Regions from separate parts of the Columba livia genome. Here region 2 is linked to region 1. A link is a contact called in public Hi-C data. All regions are on one chromosome and are shown on one strand. The core of a region is the stretch at or near the end of the contact, and the rest is flanking DNA. Distances in the headings are between cores, read along the strand shown. Region 1 holds the start of METTL22 (methyltransferase 22, Kin17 lysine). Region 2 overlaps LOC102097531 (cell death-inducing p53-target protein 1-like).

What was found. A called contact is a pair of places that touch in the nucleus more often than the background predicts.
Region 2: a Hi-C map of liver shows a contact between it and region 1, with 3 times the contacts expected there. The contact joins the enhancer-like site here to the promoter of METTL22 in region 1. A contact is called at or near these places in 2 of 2 Hi-C or Micro-C datasets (crop and liver).

Annotation. Positions count from the first base shown.
Region 1 is chr15:6,724,297-6,729,238 of bColLiv1.pat.W.v2, reverse strand. It overlaps METTL22 (methyltransferase 22, Kin17 lysine), which reads right to left and starts at 2,275. Exons shown (of 11, transcript XM_065030780.1): 1 at 2,238-2,275; 2 at 166-502. The coding sequence starts at 271.
Region 2 is chr15:6,864,401-6,869,209 of bColLiv1.pat.W.v2, reverse strand. LOC102097531 (cell death-inducing p53-target protein 1-like) reads right to left here. Exons shown (of 5, transcript XM_013369018.3): 4 at 3,714-3,873; 5 at 2,552-3,229. The coding sequence ends at 3,121. Among named protein-coding and RNA genes, the nearest start is that of CARHSP1, 34 kb to the right of the region's middle. Within about 2 kb of position 1,614, at least 1 of the 3 cell types and tissues checked has an H3K27ac peak away from gene starts, as active enhancers do.

The DNA of each region.
Region 1 (4,942 bases), core at 1,026-3,525:
TGACTCGGCACCTACTCAGTCGCAATCTCTTCTTAAAGACTGAGTAGGAAGTGATTCTCACTGGAATAAAATGTAATAATTCATATTAACCACTCAAAGCAGGATTCATATATTGCAAATATATGAATACGCTTAAAGTATAGCTCCAGTCTAAACATGCATTACCTGGCTGTCCAACTGTGTTCAATCGCACCATGAGATGTCTTTTATTTGGACAGTGTAAGTGCACATCAGACAGTACAGTGTTGCTTCTAAATGTGGCGTTATCCATCTCTTCCTCTGGTACATCTACCACGATGTGCTGAGAGGAACATCTACGGTACCCAAACAGTCCCCCACAAAGTGCTGTCACAGTGATATGATAACTCTTCTATGAGCAGGTTACAGTTTTGCTCAGCAAGATACCCTCATGACATCATTTCTGAGACCTCAGGCAAGATGTGATCATACAAGTTCCACCACGCTCCAATAGGACACCCAGTTGTGCATCAGGATATTCAACCTAAAACCAAACACAAATAGTGACATCCTGACACAGTTTTAACATTGCTTCAGTGATATTTTACGCGACAAAAATCAGTTTACAATGTCCAATAGGGCTGCAATGCTCCAATGCTCTTTTACAATGCTCCAAAGAATAATCAAATATATACTTGTTAGTAGCTTACAGACAACATGTATTTTAGGAAGAGCTACTGATTAGCTTGTATCAAAAACAATCCCCCTGAAAAAAAGGTGTTATCATGAAAGCACAGACTCACAATGCTAAGTCAAGGTCTCCAAATGAACAGAAGGCCTTGTGTGCGCAACTTGACCACTTTAAGGGATCTTGTTCTTCATAGAAATCTCTCAGAACTGGACGCAATTACTGTATGTATTATCGTAGGTTAGTCCCTGAAATTTTGCAAAAGCAGTATCTGCCCCTTCTGGAGAAAATTCAGCTACTTTTCTATGCCTGCACTAATTGGGCAGTTAATGCCTCCTGCCTTTGGTGCTCTTTATTTTTACCCAGAAAAAAAACAAAACAACAACGAACCAACACCTGAAATCATCCTTACTGCCTGACGTCCAAGGCTGAGTTGTATCTCTGCCTTAAGGCATAAATAAATTAATAATATTTTGTGAACAGAAAAACAAAGAGGACATTTATTTTCCTACGCTCCACAAAGCCGATCGTTTTGTGATGGGTATGCGAAACACTAATGAACCATGTATCTGAAAACAAAATTTATGTCTTTTAAAAACTGAAATGACAAGCTTAGATCACACCCACAGTCACCAAGTGTTATATGAATGATGTATTTAACAAAGACACCCAGCTCTCACCAGCTATGAGCACCCTAGTGCCCCTTACCTAAAAACTGTTGATGCCATTTCCTGTGTTGGCATTAACATATTGGAAGATTATGCTAATTTTTGTATTACCTGCTTGGGCTTGAACATATAGGCTTAAAATGCTTCATGTCATACAGGCAGCCTTCACAACTTTAGTTCATAGAACCACAGGATGGTTTGGATTTTAGGGCCCTCCAATGCTCACCCTGCCATGAGCAGGGACATCTTCACCAGCTCAGGTTGCTCAGAGCCCCGTCCAGCCCGGCCTGGGATGTCTCCAGGGATGGTTCATCCACCACCTCTCTGGGCAACTTTGCCAAACCCAACCCGGCCTCCCAACGCTCCCTGTGCCAGAAATCCGAGCACAACGCGCGCCCGGAGTTGACGCCAAGCCCCAAACGCGGCTTCTCCGCCGCCTGCGGAGCAGACCAGCCCGGGCAGCGCTACCGGGAAGCGCCGGACACGGCTCCGCGGCCCGGGCACAGCCCGAAGCCCCGAGTCTCGGCCGCCTGGCGCACGCCAGCCGCCACAGCCCTTGTGCCCAGGAGCCACCGCCTCTGCCCGGCCAGCACCAGCACCGGCGGTTCCCAAACGGATCCCCCTCCCCTTGCCCGGGGCCGGTGGCGGAACATGCGGCTCCGCGGGCAGGGAACGGCTGCGAGCGCGGAGCACGAAGACGACGCGGCTCAGCGGCGGAGCGACCGCGCCTCCCCCACGGCCCCCACCTGCCGCCACACGCCGCCTCCCGCCGCCATTCGGGAGGCGACGGCTCCTTCCGGCGCGCAGCTGACGCGGCGCCCCCGCCCCGGCAGCGCCCGCCGGCCCCCGACGCTGCCCGCGGGTTCGGTGCGGGGTGGGGTGGGGCGGAGCGGAGTTTGGCGTGGGCGGATTGCGGTGCTCACCCTGGCAGGCGGTGCGGTGCGGTGCGGTGCGGTGCGGTGCGGTGCGGGGATCCCCCCCCCAGGCCCCGGAGTGCTGCTTGCGCTGCTCCCTGCCCGCCGCCGTGAGCCGCCGCTCGCTCGGGCAGAGCCGGCACAACGATCGTGCCCTTATGCTGCAAATGGTGCCGTGGGGTTTCCCCCTGTGCTCGTGGAGGCCCTTCTTTATTTTAGGATTAAACCTGGGTATAAATCTGGGGAGTCAGTAAAAGGAAACCCCAGCAGCCAAGGTCATTCTTGCCAGTAAATGCCCCCGGCAGCTGCCCGGAGCTTGAGCCCACGGTTCTGACATTCCCCGGGTTCAGCGTGACTCATCCTGCCTCAGTTCGCGTGTAATTCCACGCAAACCCTCCAAGCTTCAAAACAAAAGCTGAAAAAAACACCATGGAGGCAAGTGGGCATTTCTTGCTCAGCCCAAATAAAGTCAGGGCTCTGCTACCACCGTGAGATGAGATGGAGCAATAGCAGGACCTGCTCACTTACTTTGGGGATAGGGGCTTTAGCTGCTTAATTCTGCGGAGTTATTAGCTAGGTATTGTGAACCAGGTGAAATAAACAGAAGACTGAGCTAGGTGCTAAGCACGAACACCATACCAGAGGGCTGTGGGAAACTTTAATCATACAAATTTCCGGGTGTGTGGGCACAGCAGGCCGTGCATCCAGCCCCACCGCAGCCAGCCATGGTGCTGCAGTCCCGTCTGGGTGCAAAATCGACACAGATACGCTCCAAACTCCCATTGTGTTCTAGTTAAGTTCATCCGCAGGGGCTATTGGAGTTGTTGGTATCTTTCAGCAGGAGGATCCAGTTCGAAAGCGGCATTTACATATTAATTACTTTTTGCATCAAACTAACGTCAAATGCTTGTATTTTTCTTGAGTGGATGCTTGTTGGGTGGAAAAATTAAAGAATTCATGCTGGTAAAAAACCTTGGAATGTAATGCATAGTCTGTATTTATTTCTAGGTATCTGTTTCTCATCATCTGCATATTTCTGTAAAACCTAAGAATTATTAAGAGAATGAACTAATCTTTCCCTATTTTCACACTCTGGAGTGTTGAGCGGTAATGAAATGGAAAACACAGTGAGCCATTCAGATCTCCTATCGGAGTTTCTGTGGGGAATTCTATTGGATGAACATCTGACAAAAAATGCTTTGGAGATTTGTTTTCCTTTATCTGGCTCCTGTGAAAGAGCAGAATATTATTTTACTTCCTGTGGTGATAAGCTGCCACATAAATTATTACTGCAGTCCCTCTGCTGGCATATTCCCCACTGCTATAAAGTGCTAACAACATGCAGACAAAGCAGATTGTATTTGTCACAAAATCTTACCCGTTTGCAACAAGAGACACTTACTGGTATGCAGGCTAAGTATTACTGGAGGAGTAGCTAAAAAGCGAGGTGTTTCACTACACGACCTGGGATCTTTATACACAAGGGTATACTACATAAAAAATGGAGCTGCTACCATTTCTTTTATGAAAAATGCAGTTAGGTGTTACAGGAGCCTGTGTGGCTGCAGACGTCATAATGGGGGTGATAACTTCATGACATGTTTAGGGACAATGTAGCTCTGGAGATGTGGTTTCCATATGACACTCAAGAGGGCTTTGGCAGCAAATTCCTGACATCTGCCTCTTGTTTAAAGACTTTAGTATGCACCTCAGTTACATTCCTTATCTTCCTTACAGCCATATGAGATAGGAATTCACTCAAAGCAAGCAACCCAAGAGTATCCCATAGTCATGTCACACCATGAATTAGGGAACTTAAAAGACTTCTTCCCATATGATTTTTGCCCAATCATTTCATGGCCCAAAGGACATTGCTAGGACATTTCCTTATAGTGTGCCTTCTAAAATTCCAGCACTGCAGCAGGAGGCTCAGAGGAGAAGAAAACAATACAGACATCCCTGAAAAATATGTATCACAGGGAAAATCTAATTCCTTTGGAACAGGTAAGAGAACAGAGCTGATTGTAAGAAAACAGGAATAACCAGATGAATTAATACACCACCACATATTTGGTCTTAAACTGTGCAGTAGTATACCCCTGACAACTCATTATATCTTTCCAGTATGTATTGTACTGTCTCATTATATGTCTATCAGACAGAAGCACATTTTGTAAAAACAAAAAAAAGAAAACAAAAAAAAACCCCACAAAAAACCAAACAAACCAACAAACAAAACCAAAAAAACAACAACAAAAAAACCCAAAAAACCAAACTGAAGGCTGCCAGGAAGAATAAGTGTATCAACCCTCATAATTTCAACCTGCTGTACTGGGGCTGTTGAAAGGAGATATGCTGAGCTAGTTTTCACTTCATCTTGTTTACTGGTATCCAAAGTATTTGAGACAAGTTCCTTGATCCATCAGGCAGGATGGAGAAATGTCAGGCCACACAGCAAATAGAAGGACTGTTGGTTTAGATGATAAAACAGTGAAGAATTTTGCTCTGCTCTCCAGGCATGTATGGCACCTCAGTGCTGGTCACCAGGCTGAAAATTCCCAAATAACTGCTTGAAGTTGAAAAGTGCATGAGAGGATTAACTGAAAAATAAAAAGGACAACTGCAGCTGTCAGACTTTTTGTCTCCACACTTCCTGAGTATCCGTTGCTCCTTCCCAGGGGAAACTAAGGATCATACTGCCTCACCAGCAAGAA
Region 2 (4,809 bases), core at 365-2,864, 140 kb before region 1:
AAACTGTGTGAAGAATGACATTGATTGTGCAGGGAGAGCTGGACCAGAAGGTAAATCCTGACTTCTGTATAATTTCCAGGTTTTCAACTCTTCGTTTTTTCTCAGAGGAGCTGAACGAGCATTTGGATTTTGAGGTGAAGAGCATCAGTGTTGGGTGTGAGCGGTGTGCTGTCAGTGCTGGCTTTTAAACCTGCCTGGTCTTCAGGGTCAAAAAAAGGGGAAAATACTGAAGTGTGATATGCCTGAATCTCGCTTCTAAGTTGTGCTCAACTTCTGTCCCAGGTGATGTTGAAATTAGCTGTGTACCAAGCAGGGCAGGAAATGGTATTTGTGAACCACGAGGCTGTAGCTGGAAGCCTTTATTTTTTATTAAATGCTTGCGTGAACTATTGTGCCTCCAAATATTGGTGTAAAAATGTTTTAACTACTTCTGTTAAATGTCTTCTGCACATCTTAAATTATGTATGATTTCTTTGTGAGGTATACATTGCTTGTGCACCTTTCTTCCTAAATGTTATCCAGCTTGATGTGTTATTCACCACTGCTTCACAGCTTGCTGTTTCACAACCAGATTTTAAAATGGAGAAAACCAGTAACATTTGTTTTTAAAATGTGCAAAACACTGCAGAGCTTGTTGAGCTGACGCCTGCTTGGCTGCTTGTGTATTGAACCACTGTGCTGTTATTTCCCATCAGGTTGAAGCTGATGGTGGGTCAGTGACCCTGGTCCCTAGTGACGGCTGCTGTGGGACCTGTGCTGGGTGGATGCCCGGAGGTGGTGGCTCTGGGCTTCACGCAGGGCCAGGGAGTCAGTGTGTAGAGAGAACGTCACCCAGGAAATAGCACCACCACACCTGTATCTAAATGGATAAAATATAAAAACAATTCCAACAGGTAATGGTCGGTTTGTTTCCAGGTGATGTGCTTTTGGCACCCCCTGTGCTCGGGTGCTGGGGATGGTCGGTGGTTTGTCACAGGACATCCCTCTGGCACCCAGTCCCATTTCAGGCTCCGTGGAGGTGTGTGGAACAGTCTGAAGGGTTTGTGTTTGGCTGCTACAAGTTTTCTTCAACAGGATCCCGCGGTTTTGCTGCTCTCCCTCAGCAATGGGCAATGGGGCTTTATTTCAGTTGTGGTGCCTGCCCGGCTGGGAGGTCAGGCTGCCGCTCCGGCACAGGTCTGAGCCGGCTCCGTGCAGTTGTTAAACAGTTTTTACTTCTGTTAATACACTTACGCTTTTTTCACTTGTTTTATAATCTAAAGACGGGAGTTTCTGTAGTCTGAAGACGGCGGTTCTCGTATTTGAAGCAAAAACCTCGGTTGTGGCAGCGCCCTCCGCCGCTGTCCCCGCACGGCCCGGGCTGCGGCTGTCCCGGAGCGCGGGCTGTTCCCGCCAGGGGGCGGGCGGCGCGGCCGCGCTCCCTGAGGGGCTGAGGAGCCGGGCCCGCGGGCAGGAGCCGTTCGGTCCGTTTTCCCACTGAAAGTTGCGCTCGGTCGTGACTTTGTGTAAAATGAGGCAGGGCAGAGGTGGGCGGTGTGTCTCTCCAGCAGTAAGGCAGCCTGGGCCGGCGCTGTGCGCTGCTGGCCGGACGTTTCCCGCCGCTCGGTGAACAGCGTCCCCGGGTGCGCAGAGCGGCGCGCCCGCCCGGCCGAAAATCCGCCCTGAGAGGATCCGCGGGGCTCGGCAGCCGCTATTACCGGTTGCTACTTAGGGACTCAACCGTCTTTTTATGGCTTTAATTCACCGAGTAGCTAAAGCGAAGGGTTTGACCGAACGTAACGCCAGGCTAAGTGACGAGTTTTAAAGTTATTTTAACTACCCTGATTCCCCAAAAATAAGAGCTACCCCGTAAATAAGCCCCAGTGGGATTTTTTTTCAGGATTTTTGAAGATGCTCAAAATATAAGCCCTACTTCAAAAATAAACCCTAGTTACAGTCTGTTTTAAAAAGTCAATTTAAATAGTGTCCAGGCAGCTAGATATGTAAAAAAGTGTGCGTCTTTTGGAGCAAAAATTGCTATAAAACCCTGTTGTATTTTTGGGGAAACAGGGTACGTAGTATCTGCAGGCCCTTCAGAGCGTGGGCAGGTCTCAGCCACAACAAACCGCCGTGGTGTGTCCCACACATCCCGCTTGCCCGCAGCAGCCACGCTGCTAACATTGAAAAACTGGGGTTTGTTCTGTTTTTCCCTTTACCTTTCCAGCTGCTGCTGTCAGTGTTGAGCAGGGTCTGGGCACCCTCTGGGCAAGTAATTGCAGAGACTCGGTTTTATAAGACAAGTGACTTCGGATGAGGACCATAAAGGTTCTCTGTGAGGTGTAAAGCCCAGTGGGTCCTGCTTTGGGAGATGATGTCCCGCAGTGGGAAGGCAGAGAGGTAAAATGAGTGCCTTGTTTTGGTGACTTTTTTCAAGCCGTGCTTGCTGATTTTTCTTCTTTGTATGTTTGCCTTTTGGTTCTTGGTTTGTGAAAGTAACCAGGGTGTCCCAGTCTGACCTGCATCTGCACTCTGGATGCAACGGGTCATAGAAGCAATGCAGACAGGAGACGTGTTACCAGTGTTGTTGACAATAGCAAGTTTATTTTCTTACCTCATGTACAATAGAGTAAAGGCAGTCTTATAAGTTAGTGTTTCATTAATAAATAATGAGCTACACTGTACCACCCACGGCCCTGCAGGGGCCCATACGAAGAAGATCAGAGAGAAATGAAGTCCCGACCAGTCAGTTCCAGTGCATAGAAGGTAAGTGCTTCTTTAAAACGTGCATGTCCAAACCTCTCCGTTACTGGTGGGTTGGAAAGTCCAGAAGAGTCTGTGTCCCAGCTGGGTTGGAGATTGGAGAGCAGCAGCACTGCAGTACTCACTAGCCGGTCACTTCACAGCTCAGGACAGCGATTCAAATAGAGCGTAAATTCAAGTGATGCTTTGTAAATTGGTCTTCAAGGTTTTTTGTTTTAAGTCAGTCCAACCATGTAATGGTAACTCCAGACGGTTCACCAGCAAGGGAGCTGCACGACCTAAGCCTACCCGTATGTGTTTCCTAACAGTAGTTTTACATGTAGAATCTTACGCCATTAGGAAACAGAGACTTGACGTCATCTGGTTGTATGAACTTTCTTTCTATAGTCTTTTGTATCTATAAATATGAAATTCGCAGTATGGGCAGTAATGGTCTGCGTCCTTGAAGCACCTTATGAACAAAGGTATGAAGCAGCATCCAAAACAGCACCTACAGCCAGAGAGGAGATGGACAGGCACGGGATGAGTTACTGACTTTTCTTTCTGCTGACTTTTCTTTCTTTTCTTTTGAGCTGTTTCTCTGCCGTATTCTGTCTGCCTTTTCACTGCATTAATCCCCCTTCTCAAGTCTTTTAATGGTCAAAGTATCTTCTAAATAATTAATCATCTTCACTGCTGATGTCTCATGCATTAGTCTGATTCTGAGCCTTATTCTTAAGTACCGTAGAGAAGCAGACAACATTATACTAATTTTTGCTCATCCTATGAAAAGTAATAATGTATTTGGTTAAATTTTACAAGTTGGCATCCACTGTAGCGATGATTACTGTATCTAGAATGGACAGAATGGCTTCTTATCAGCTAGAGAAGGGCAAACTGTCTATATAAATGCTAAGTAGAACTTCTGTTTTTTTTAGTGAGTCTTTTTAAACTTTCTGCTATGAAAAGTCTTCAAAGTATACATGAAATCTTACCCAACCATACACAAGCTGGTGCACAGCAGGTAAGACAGCCTGCCCAGTCTGTAGGTGACCCGTGTGGTGATGTGCTGGCGGCAGGAAGGGCATATTGTGGATGTCGGATTGCATGAGAATATTCCTGCTAGGATGACTGGAGGCTGAGACACCATGTAAACTGAGTTTAAGAGGAAACGAGAAGCAGCAGAATTAGAAGCACAGGAAAAGTTTTCCAAGTTATAAAGTCTTAACTGGAGAATGTAGGTTATTAATGTGGCTGATCTAGAGGCACCTACATTACTATTATTGATTTCAGATATGTTAATAAGAACCACTGTACTACTTTTTCCATGTATCCCAATATCCCAACTCTACCAGCAGTCAGTGTTTACTGGGATCAGGATGTATACAGGGAACTGCCTTCAGGATGGTCCCCATCGTCAGGCACTGTCCACCACCCACTGGTGGAGGTGCTCTGACATTGAGAACTTTAAGTAATTGAGTACTTAAAGTAATATGAAAATGCATATTCTCCATAAAGAAGAGATTTGAAGGGTATAGAGGAGCTTTCTGGATGAACTCTTCAGTAGTTACAAGAAATCAATCAAAACAGCTGAATTGCTCAGGTGCTGGTGCTGTCCTCAGTTACAGAGTCTGTAGCTTCCTTGTGTTTTTGCAGTCCGGACCTGACGGTGTCAAGCTCTTTGAGGGGTGCACCCCTTCTAGGTGCAAGGAGGGTATTTTTTCACAGATGATTTCAGAGAAAATTCCCACGTTAAGCATCCTAAACCAAATTTAGGGTACATTCACACTGTAACCTGAAGCAAAATTTCAGGAGTGGAAAGGTCCTGTCAGTTAGATAGATGGGATGTAGCATATCTGAGTTGAATTGCCTGCTGGTCTAAGGGATTTTTAAAAATTTATGTGTCTCCTTCCTTGTTGTAAGAGATGTTATTTGACTGTTCTTTTTGAAGCCTTTCCTTTGAGCTCCTGCACTTTCATAAAGGTGACTAGAACAGGAACAACAAAATAAACTGGACTTAAAATGATTTGTTCTGAAAGTCTTAGGTCCTAGCAGATTTCAGAAAATGGATGTTTCTGTAGATAGACTAAT